Linked DNA regions of Macaca mulatta: all the other regions are linked to region 2. Evidence: chromatin contacts called from public Hi-C data. All regions are on one chromosome and are shown on one strand. Each heading gives the region's core, a stretch centred on a gene start, on an enhancer-like site or on the middle of the called end of the contact. The rest is flanking DNA. Distances are from core to core; before and after follow the strand shown.

The links. Hi-C and Micro-C count contacts between places; a contact is called where the count stands out from the background.
Region 1: a Hi-C map of fetal cortical plate shows a contact between it and region 2, with 2.9 times the contacts expected there. The contact joins the promoter of RUFY2 here to the promoter of DDX50 in region 2. A contact is called at or near these places in 2 of 14 Hi-C or Micro-C datasets (fetal cortex germinal zone and fetal cortical plate).
Region 3: a contact with region 2 is called in a Hi-C map of fetal cortical plate, with 4 times the contacts expected there. The contact joins the enhancer-like site here to the promoter of DDX50 in region 2. A contact is called at or near these places in 2 of 14 Hi-C or Micro-C datasets (fetal cortex germinal zone and fetal cortical plate).

What each region holds. Positions count from the first base shown.
Region 1 is chr9:81,360,317-81,363,392 of T2T-MMU8v2.0, forward strand. RUFY2 (RUN and FYVE domain containing 2) reads left to right here and starts at 1,498. Exons shown (of 17, transcript XM_077946693.1): 1 at 1,498-1,592. The coding sequence starts at 1,589.
Region 2 is chr9:80,739,668-80,742,817 of T2T-MMU8v2.0, forward strand. It overlaps DDX50 (DExD-box helicase 50), which reads right to left and starts at 1,598. Exons shown (of 15, transcript NM_001258182.1): 1 at 1,406-1,598. The coding sequence starts at 1,492.
Region 3 is chr9:81,551,307-81,554,141 of T2T-MMU8v2.0, forward strand. MYPN (myopalladin) reads right to left here. Exons shown (of 20, transcript XM_015147514.3): 20 at 2,381-2,835. Among named protein-coding and RNA genes, the nearest start is that of ATOH7, 19 kb to the left of the region's middle. Within about 2 kb of position 1,390, at least 1 of the 40 cell types and tissues checked has an H3K27ac peak or open chromatin away from gene starts, as enhancers often do. A contact at or near this core is called in fetal cortical plate, where this site is marked.

The DNA.
Region 1 (3,076 bases), core at 248-2,747, 620 kb after region 2:
AGCTGGGTGTGGTGATGAGCGTCTGTGGTCCCAGCTACTAGGGAGGCTGAGGTGGGAGGATCACTTGAGCCTGGGAGGTGGAAGTTGCAGTGAGCTGAGATCTTGCCACTACTCCAGCATGAGTGACAGAGACCCTGTCTCAAAAAAAAAAAAAAAAAGAAAAATCTCTTGTAGCTAATAGGATATGCCTATCTAATTCTACTTGAGTCACTACTGGCCCTTAAGGTGACTAAGGCTCATAATCCTGGGAAATGTGAACCGAGATGGATCCAGGGATGAAGTCTGACTTTTTTTTTTTTTTTCTCTGACGTAATCTTGGTATTACAGGCATGCGCCACCACGCCCAGCTAATTTTTGTGTTTTTAGTAGAGATCAGGTTTCACCATGTTAGCCAGACTGGTCTCGAACTTCTGACCGGGTGATCCGCCCGCCTTGGCCTCCCGAGTAGCTGGGACTACAGGCGCGTGCCACCAGGTCTGCCTAAATTTTGTATTTTTAGTAGAGACGGAGTTTCACCATGTTGGTCAGGCTGGTTTCGAACTCCTGACTTCGTGATCTATCCAACTTAGCCTCTCAAAGTACTGGGATTACAGGCATAAGCCACCGCACCCAGCCGAAGTCTGAATTTTAGTGCTTGTGTGGATATTGCTGTAGCACATAATGAAATATTTTTGAATTGTTTTCTTTCTTTTTTCACTTTAGCTTTTTGTAATGAGTTTTATCAACTTGCTTTAGGACGGGCTCTGTGGCTCGGGCCTGTAATCCTAGCACTTTGGGAGGCCGAGATGGGCAGATCCCCAGGTCAAAAGATCAAGACCATTCTGGGCAACATGGTGAAACCCCGTCTTTATTAAAAATACAAACATTAGCTGGGCGGGGTGGCGCTCGCCTGTCATCCCAGCTACTCGGGAGGCTAAGGCAGAAGAATCCCTTGAACCCGGGAGGCAGAGGTTGCAGTGAGCTGAGATCGCGCCACTGCACTCCAACCTGGTGACAGAGCGAGACTCCATCTCAAAAAAAAAAAAAAAACCCAAAAAACAAAAAAAGTCGTAATTTGGGGCTAACTAGTTTTAGTAGGTTTCTGCCTGCTGTTAATTGCTTCAGATTTTCTAAATTCTTTTGGTCCCCTTTGTGTTTGTGAAGGTGAAGGGGCAGTAGTCAGGCGTGTTATTAGATCAGGCCCCGCCAGCCCGGTGGAAGCAACGTTTGCGTGTGGCCGGCCGCCCCTTGAAATCCGGCCTTCGCGCTCCGGCGAAGCCCCCGGGGCACGGGACCGAGGGCCCAGCACTCTGGCTCCTCACACCCGTGGTTTCCATCACGTTCCTTTCCTTCTTGCGGTCCCAGCGGATGCGAGGAGGCTTAGAGACAGGGGGCTTGCTCTCCCGCCCGCCAGAGGCTCCGCGGGTCCCCGCCCGACCTGGGGCGCCGCTCCCCCTGGGGCCGCCCGGGCGCCCTCCCGCCGCCGGGGGCGCTGTGGGCCGCAGCGGGCCTGGCTGCAGATGCGGTGGTGGCCGCCGAGCGCCTGGAGGGAGCTGCTGGCCAGGCCAAGGAAGCCCCAGCCCGAGATCGCACAGCCGCCGCTGCCGCCATGGGTAAGGCGAGCGGGCCGAGACCGAACCCTCGGCCCTCAGTCCCGGGCCGAGGGCTCCGGCCAGGCGGGGTGGACCGTGAGCTGTGGGAGACGCCGAGGCCGGCAGTCGGAACTGGGGCCCGAACCCGGGATGGGCGGGGACTGCCTGGGACTCGGGGGCTCCCGGGGTCGTCATGGCAACGTGCCCCCTCCCTTGTTCCGGCCCGTTCCCGCCCAGGTTCTGAGGCATAGTGGCCGAGGGCTCGAGGTGCCACGGCGTCCAGGAGCGAGGACTGGGCCGGGCAGGGTGTCACTCCGGAGTCGGGGAGCAGTCGGGGAGGGGCGATGACTTTTCAGGTTTGGGGGTGGCGGAGGGAAGACGCATCTCAGGTTTTGGCCTGGGTGCCTGACGCCGAGGGCGGGAGACGGGGAGTGCTGACGCGCAGGAGCCTGGGTGAGCCCGCCGCGATGGTCCTGGGGGGCCCCAGGCCTCTGGGCAGCCTTGCTGGGGGGAAGGGGCAGGAAGAGAAGCAGGGAAGGGGTTGGTCCTGGCAAGGTGCGGGCACTGGCCCTGGGAGTCCTCGCGCGCCTGCGGCCGGGTTTGGGGGTCACGTCCCAGCCGGAGGAGTCCTGGAGCGCAGCCGGGGCGTGGCCGCGGTGTGAGCGCCCCTCGGCGTGGGAACTGCCAGTGCCCAGCACCGATCTGCCTCCCAGCAGCTGCAAAACACCCTTTGTGTGGTTGTGGCATCGCACGTTAGGAATTATGATGGGCTGTGTTAAAAATGAGAGTTGCCACGGATTATGAAACATCAAGTGGTTTCACTCCTGAAAAGTAGTGGGAGTCAGACCACGATGCAGATTTAAAGGAATGTCGTGTGTGGACATTTTTCCACCAGGCAGTTTGGCCACAGCAGTTGTGGCTGTTTGCATTTTAGGTTGCTTAGGATTCAGTGTCAGTCTTCATGCCTAGCTATCTAGAAATCAGAGCTAGAATACTAGATCTTTGGAGACTCTAGGTTTTGTTGTTGTTGTTGTTCAGTGAAGGAAAAACGGACACATTGATGACTTGTACATTTGTCAGAGATTATGAAGTGTTATATTAAGTGCTTTGTTTTTCCACACCTTAGTTTTGTCATCTGTGTTTGTTGAGGGTATTTCCACCAGTCACAACAGTGACGAGATGATGGGGAAGCGTCTGAATTTCTAAGTAAACAGAATAAAATTTGTGGGAAGGAGGACAATAGTTTTGTGAATTGAAAACATCTTGCTTGATGATACTGTGTCTTCAAAATATCAATTAAAAATCAGGCCTTTTGGAATATACATCTATTAACTTGGTATTCAGACTGGCGCTGTGGCCTTTCTCAACTGTGTGGATGGCTGAGAAGCATTAATGTAAAACTGGTCTCTGCTTTTCTCTTTGAAAATAAAACAGTCATGCAATACAGAACTACAGTCAGAATGAAGAAGCCAGATAGAAAGAGGATAGACTGAAAGAATTGGACG
Region 2 (3,150 bases), core at 348-2,847:
AGAAATGCATAATAAATATCAATCAAATGATAAAGATAGCCACTGAAACTAGGTAACTGTAAACTAGGGTTTTTAGGAAAGACATAAACTAGGCCTTGACGGGTGGACAGGATTTGGATGCAAAACATAAGAATTTCAAAAGAAGCCTTTTTAAAAATACCTGCTTCGTTTTCTGCTTACACTCTAGGTACCTTCAGTAGTCAAATTCACAGAGCGAAAGTAGAATGGTGGTTGCCGGGAGTGGAAGGAGAGAGGAATGAGAAGTGAGTGTTTAATGGGCACAGAGTTTCAGTCTGGGACAATGAAAAGTTCTGGAGATGGATGGCGGTGACAGCTGCAAAACGATGTAAATATACTTAATGTCACAGAGCTATATACCTAAAAATGGTTAAAATGATAAATGTTACGTATATTTTAGCACAATAAAGAAAAGTGTTAGCTGGAATGGCAAGTTTACCTTAGTGATAAGGTCAGAGAGGTAGATTCTGCTTTCTAAGGCTATACAAGTAAGTCTCATTCTTTGGTTGAATGTCAGCCTCCGAATACTGCCACCTTAGCCTCTTCAGCTGATTTCTTTTTTCCAGGTCAAGTGTCTCCAGTAATAATTTTACCTGGGCATTTTTCAGCACCTTGTGATCCTCTGAGTGTTTCAGGATGTTTTTTCCTTTTCCTATTTTTTTTTTTTTTGGAGGCCATGGGGGTGGGAGGAGGAAAGACTACAACTCCTCTACAGGCTCCTTGAGAGCAGGGACTATTTCTTTACTTATTTAGTTTAACCTCCTTGATGCTCAGCAAAGAGTATGGTACAAATTAGGTTCAATAAACACCTGCGGATTGAATGAAAATACTGACCGTAAAAGCTATTAATAATGCAACCCACACGATCTCCATCACTGACAAATCCTGGCAAGGCTCACCGTCACACTTTTCCTTAAGCCTCTATAGTTACGGAGGTTTGTAAACCTAAGATCGCTTTCCCCAGGATTCTTGCACAGGGGACAGAGTGACAGAAGCAACACATATTCAAAGCAATCATTTTTTCTTAATTATCTTCTAAGAGGGCCAATAAGAACGAAATGACAGGCGTCACTGCTTATGGAGAGAAAGAACAGATTCCACGGTGATGCGAGCTTGAGTCTGCCCATCTCTGAGATTCAGGCGCCAACGGGAACGGCTGAGGGGCCACGCGGGGGGGAGGCCCAAAGCCCAGGGCCATCTTTATCCAGGTCGGGAGTATGGAGGTGGAAATGGTCCCTGAGCGACCTCAGAGGGCCGAGGGCGGCGCGAAGAGAGGCCCTCAGATGCTCCGGCCCGGTTCTGACAGGCCATCATCAGGGACAGACAGTTCCCCTCCCCGCCCAAGCCGGCGCAGCCCAAAAGGAGGCGCGGCCCATGCTCAGCGCACCTTTTGCCTCTCCTTCTTCTGGCTCTCGGACTCCTCCAAGGGTGCTTCCAGCTCCATAATGTCCCCCCACAGGAGTTTCCCAGGCATTACTGGCCACCGCCGCCTCCCTCGGGGCACAGTGGCCACTACCACCTACGGGCAGCGACAGCGTGAAAGGAAGCGGGGGCAGGGCGGCCGCCCGGCCTTGGCCGTGCGTCACTTCCGGGACACGCACCGCGCGGCGGGGAAAAATAATCCCGGATACTCTCAGTTTAAGTCCTTCCATTGCGCCGCAACTTCTGAACCAATGAGTGTGAGAGATCTCAACTGGCCCACCCTTATTGTGAAGTGATTGGCTACTAGAGTAAAGCCCTGGCCAATCTCCATAAGGAAAGCACGCACAGGTTAGCATAAATAATTCGGTTTATCTTCCCCTCCCCCACTCCGAACTGGTCTCCACGGCCCCGCAGAGTTTTTTGGGGGCTTCCCAGTGTTCACTGCTGGGGCTGGGAAGCCCTTCGACGTGGGTAGACACTGTCCGGCGCGCGGTGGGCGGGTGCGTGGGCAGGTCTGCGCTGAGGCCAGTGGGCACCGCCACGCGCCGCCTCGCTATTTGCCGCCGGAAGCTGAAGCCCTCCGCCCCGCCCATTGCGGGGGAGATGTTAACGACCAACGGCTTAGCGCGAGGCCACGGGCCTGGCGACGGTGGAGACTGGGTTTGCGCAGTTTGCGGTGGGCCAGATGGGTCGGAGGTATAGCCGGGAACGGACAGATGTCTGTCCCTGAAGTCTTAGGTTTTAATCGTGAAGTTGGTCACTGGTTCATTGTGATCCTTCTCACGCTGTCCATTTGACCTAAGAAGAAACCCGAGATAGGAATGTATTTGTCTGAAGTCCCACAGCCTGTTAGTGGCACAGTCAGGACCAGGGACTTCAGCTCCTGAAGCCGAGATCAGTGCTTTCTCTGCCACATCAACCTGAAAACTTTGTTTTGCAGTGTTTTGGGGAAGATGCTCCCATGAAACTACAGGAAAAACCCGAAGAAGCCTCACATTTTCTGCTAGCCGAAAGAGCCAAAATGTCTTCCACAGAGTATCTATTTGCAGTAAAAAATGATTTAATTTTAGCGATGGGGATTAACTGCCCGTGAATCACAACCTTACACAAAACTGAAACCTTTGACAATACAAATGGTAACTTCCTTAGTGTGTTTGTATACCTTTGCTTACTATCACCGAAGCTAGCTAGTTGCCTTTTCACAGTCATTTCTTCATCTCTTCATGATCCTTTCAACCCAGCTACTCAACCCAATGGAGACACAGGGCTACTCATAAACCTCTTGATAACGTCTAGCACACCGCCTTAAAACCTAAGCATCAAACTGTGTCCTAGCAAAATTACAAATTGTTAGGTGTTGTGGAGTTTGGGAATTGGTCCTGAACAGCTGGAACCAGAAATGTTAAATCTGTGATTTTTTCAAGCCTTCTGCATAACTACGGCTTGGCCTGAAGGCAAGGGCTATACGTTTGCATGTAACTTTATGGATTCAGTACTTACAAACACAAGGAGTGTTCAGTAATTGATGACGCAGAAAGGCACCTGTCTTCCTAGGTTATTAGAATAGCTATGCATCTCTAGATCTGCGGGTTTCTACATCCTTTTATCCTAATCCCTCAATCCACTCCCAATTCTACCATAGTAGGGTCTTTATCGCCCTACAACAGGGTATGATGATGTGCATAAAAACACAGTGTAAATATGGCTAAG
Region 3 (2,835 bases), core at 140-2,639, 810 kb after region 2:
CGTAGGTGGAGACTGAGGAGAACCTTCCAGGCAGAAGCAGAAGAAAGGCATGTGGCTGGAAAGCGGGGTCTTGTGTGTGGTTTGCTGCTGTGTTGGGTACGTTTTCTGAGTAATGGATGAAAAGCTTTGGGATCATATTAGGGTAGCACAGGGCAGGTCAGCTGGTACCTGAGTTGGCTCCAGGTAGCCATTAGGGGTTTGAACACTTGAAATAATATTAATATAACTGGAGCAGTTACTGAGTAGGGAGAAACAGCAGGACTAGAGGCAGGAAGACCAGAAGGAGTACGTTATGGCTGAAGTCAGAAGTATTGAGGTCAAGTGGCCGGACCTGGTGGCTCATGCCTGTAATCCCAGCACTTTGGGAGGCCAAGGCAGGCATATCACTTGAGGTCAGGAGTTCAAGACCAGCTTGGCCAATATGGTGAAACCCCGTCTCTACTAAAAATACAAAAATTAGTTGTGTGTGATGGCTCACGTCTGTATTCCCAGCTACTTGGGAGGTTGAGGCAGGAGAATTGCTTGAACCCGGGAGGCAGAGGTTGCAGTGAGCCAAGACTGTACCACTGCACTCCAGGCTGGGTGACTCCAGAGCAAGACTCCATCTCAAAAACAAACAAACAAACAAACAAACAAAAAACAAGACTATTACTGAGTGCAAGTGAAGGAAGTAATGGAAGTCTGAACTGGAGCACTGCAGGGGAAAGGAAGAAACTCCTGACTATAAGAAGAATGATAGAAGTAGAATTAGCAGGACTTGTCCATTGATAGGGTAGAGGAAGCAAAAACTGACTTGGATGTTTCTTATTAGAATTATGAAGAACGTTGATGGTGCCATTAACAGAAATCATTAAACTGATTAAGGAATGATTTATAAAGGGAAGATGAATCTGATTTTGGATATGTTGAAAACAAACATCCAATGGAACTAAAATTTTTATTCAAATATTCCTCATTGCAATTGAATTCTAATTGGATTCTTTTTTTAAAGTTAATATTTTGTAGAGATAGAGTCTTGCTATTTGCTTAGGCTGGCCTCGAACTCTTGGGCTCAAGCGATCCTCCTGCCTGGGCCTCCCAAAGTGCCGGAATTACAGGCATGAGTCATCGTGCTGGGTTGAATTCTAGTGGAATTCTTAAAGCAGGGCCCTGATTTGTTTGACACAGTGATTCTCAACAAAGGGGTATTCTGCCTTTTAGGGAACATATGGCCATGTCTGGAGACATTTTGGGCTGCCACAACTTGGGGAAGAACAACTAGTGGGTAGAGGCCAGGGATGCTGCTAAACATTCCACAATGCACAGGACAGTCCGCCATAACAAAGAATTATCCAGTCCAAAGTGTCAGTACCCTTGAGGTTGGGAAACCCTGCTTTAATATAATCTAATAGCTCAAATTTCAGGAATTGTTAGGCCTGTTAATATTTGGGAGTGAGACAGTGTCATCTAGTGGCCAAATGTAATATTTATCCTAGTTCTCTGTTGAACACTAAAGGCAAGAGAAAAAATTCAGAAAGCTAAGACACAGAGATGAAGAACATCCTTTCATGGGAGAACCATCTAGGGTTTACAGAAGTAGGTGTGATGGGGAGGTCTTGTGTACAATCTAGAAGCAGTCCTGGAGTTAGAAAGTGCTCTTTAAGCTGGACACGGTGGCTTACGCCTGTAATCCCAGCACTTTGGGAGGCTGAGGTGGGTGGATCACTTGAGGTCAGGAGTTCGAGACCAGCCTGGCCAACACAGCGAAACCCCATCTCTACAAAAAATACAAAAATTAGCCGGGCGTGGTGTTGCGTGCCTGTAATCCCAGCTACTTGGGAGGCTGAGGCAGGAGAATCGCTGGAACCTGGGAGGCGGAGGTTGCAGTAAGCCAAGATCGTGGCATTGCACTGAAGCCTAGGTGACAGCAAGACTCCATTAAAAAAAAAAAGAAAGAAAGAAAGAAAAAAGTACTCTTTGCTTATAAGAGATCTCATAATAGAAGTCAATATGGAAACAATATTTTACTGGATTCCATATGAAATGCATTCTATTCCATTACGGGTGCCTATATTGCATTACTGTTACTGAATGCATTAAAAAACAGAATCTAATAATCCTGCTGAATAATTGAAATAGTTATTGCTTGGGGATGTAACCTATGGCATTTTGTTTTATTAAGAAATAAAGATTGAAAAGACTTTTAAAGTTATGAAAAAATAGAATGAAGAGCACTAGAAACTTCCACTTTGCTTCAAGAGACAGCATTCTGCATGCCTCAAATATTACCTTCTCTAGTAGGTTGTGAGCTCTCTGAGGGCAGGGACTGTGACTTATTCATATCTTTATATCTGCCTCAGTATCTAGCACAGCATCTCATACAGAGTAGACATACAAATGATTTCTCGAGTGAATGAATTTATTTTTATGCTGGAAATCCTTGCCTTGAAGTGAAGAAAGTTTCAAGCCTTTCTAAGCAGTTACTATCTGTTCACACAAATACAATGCCAGCTGGGGGTGCTTGGCACAGACAGCATCAGAGATTCGAGCACAGGGAATTGGTAACAGACACCTGCAATTCATTTCCCTGGACAGCCTAGAGCAAACTGTGCTATCATGAGCGTTCCCAGGGCAGTGTTTGGACTGGTGTGTGGGTGGTATATTCCTGCAGAATATAAGATTAGGCTATCTTATAATAGACATAATAATAGAAGATTCATTCATCCAGCAAATATTTATTGAATGTCTACTTTGTGCTAGGTACTCTTCTAGGCACTAGGGATATCACAGTGAACTCAAGTCTAAAAATTCCTTAAGAGGCAGGGTTTGAATTGGTGATTAGAATAAAGATGCATA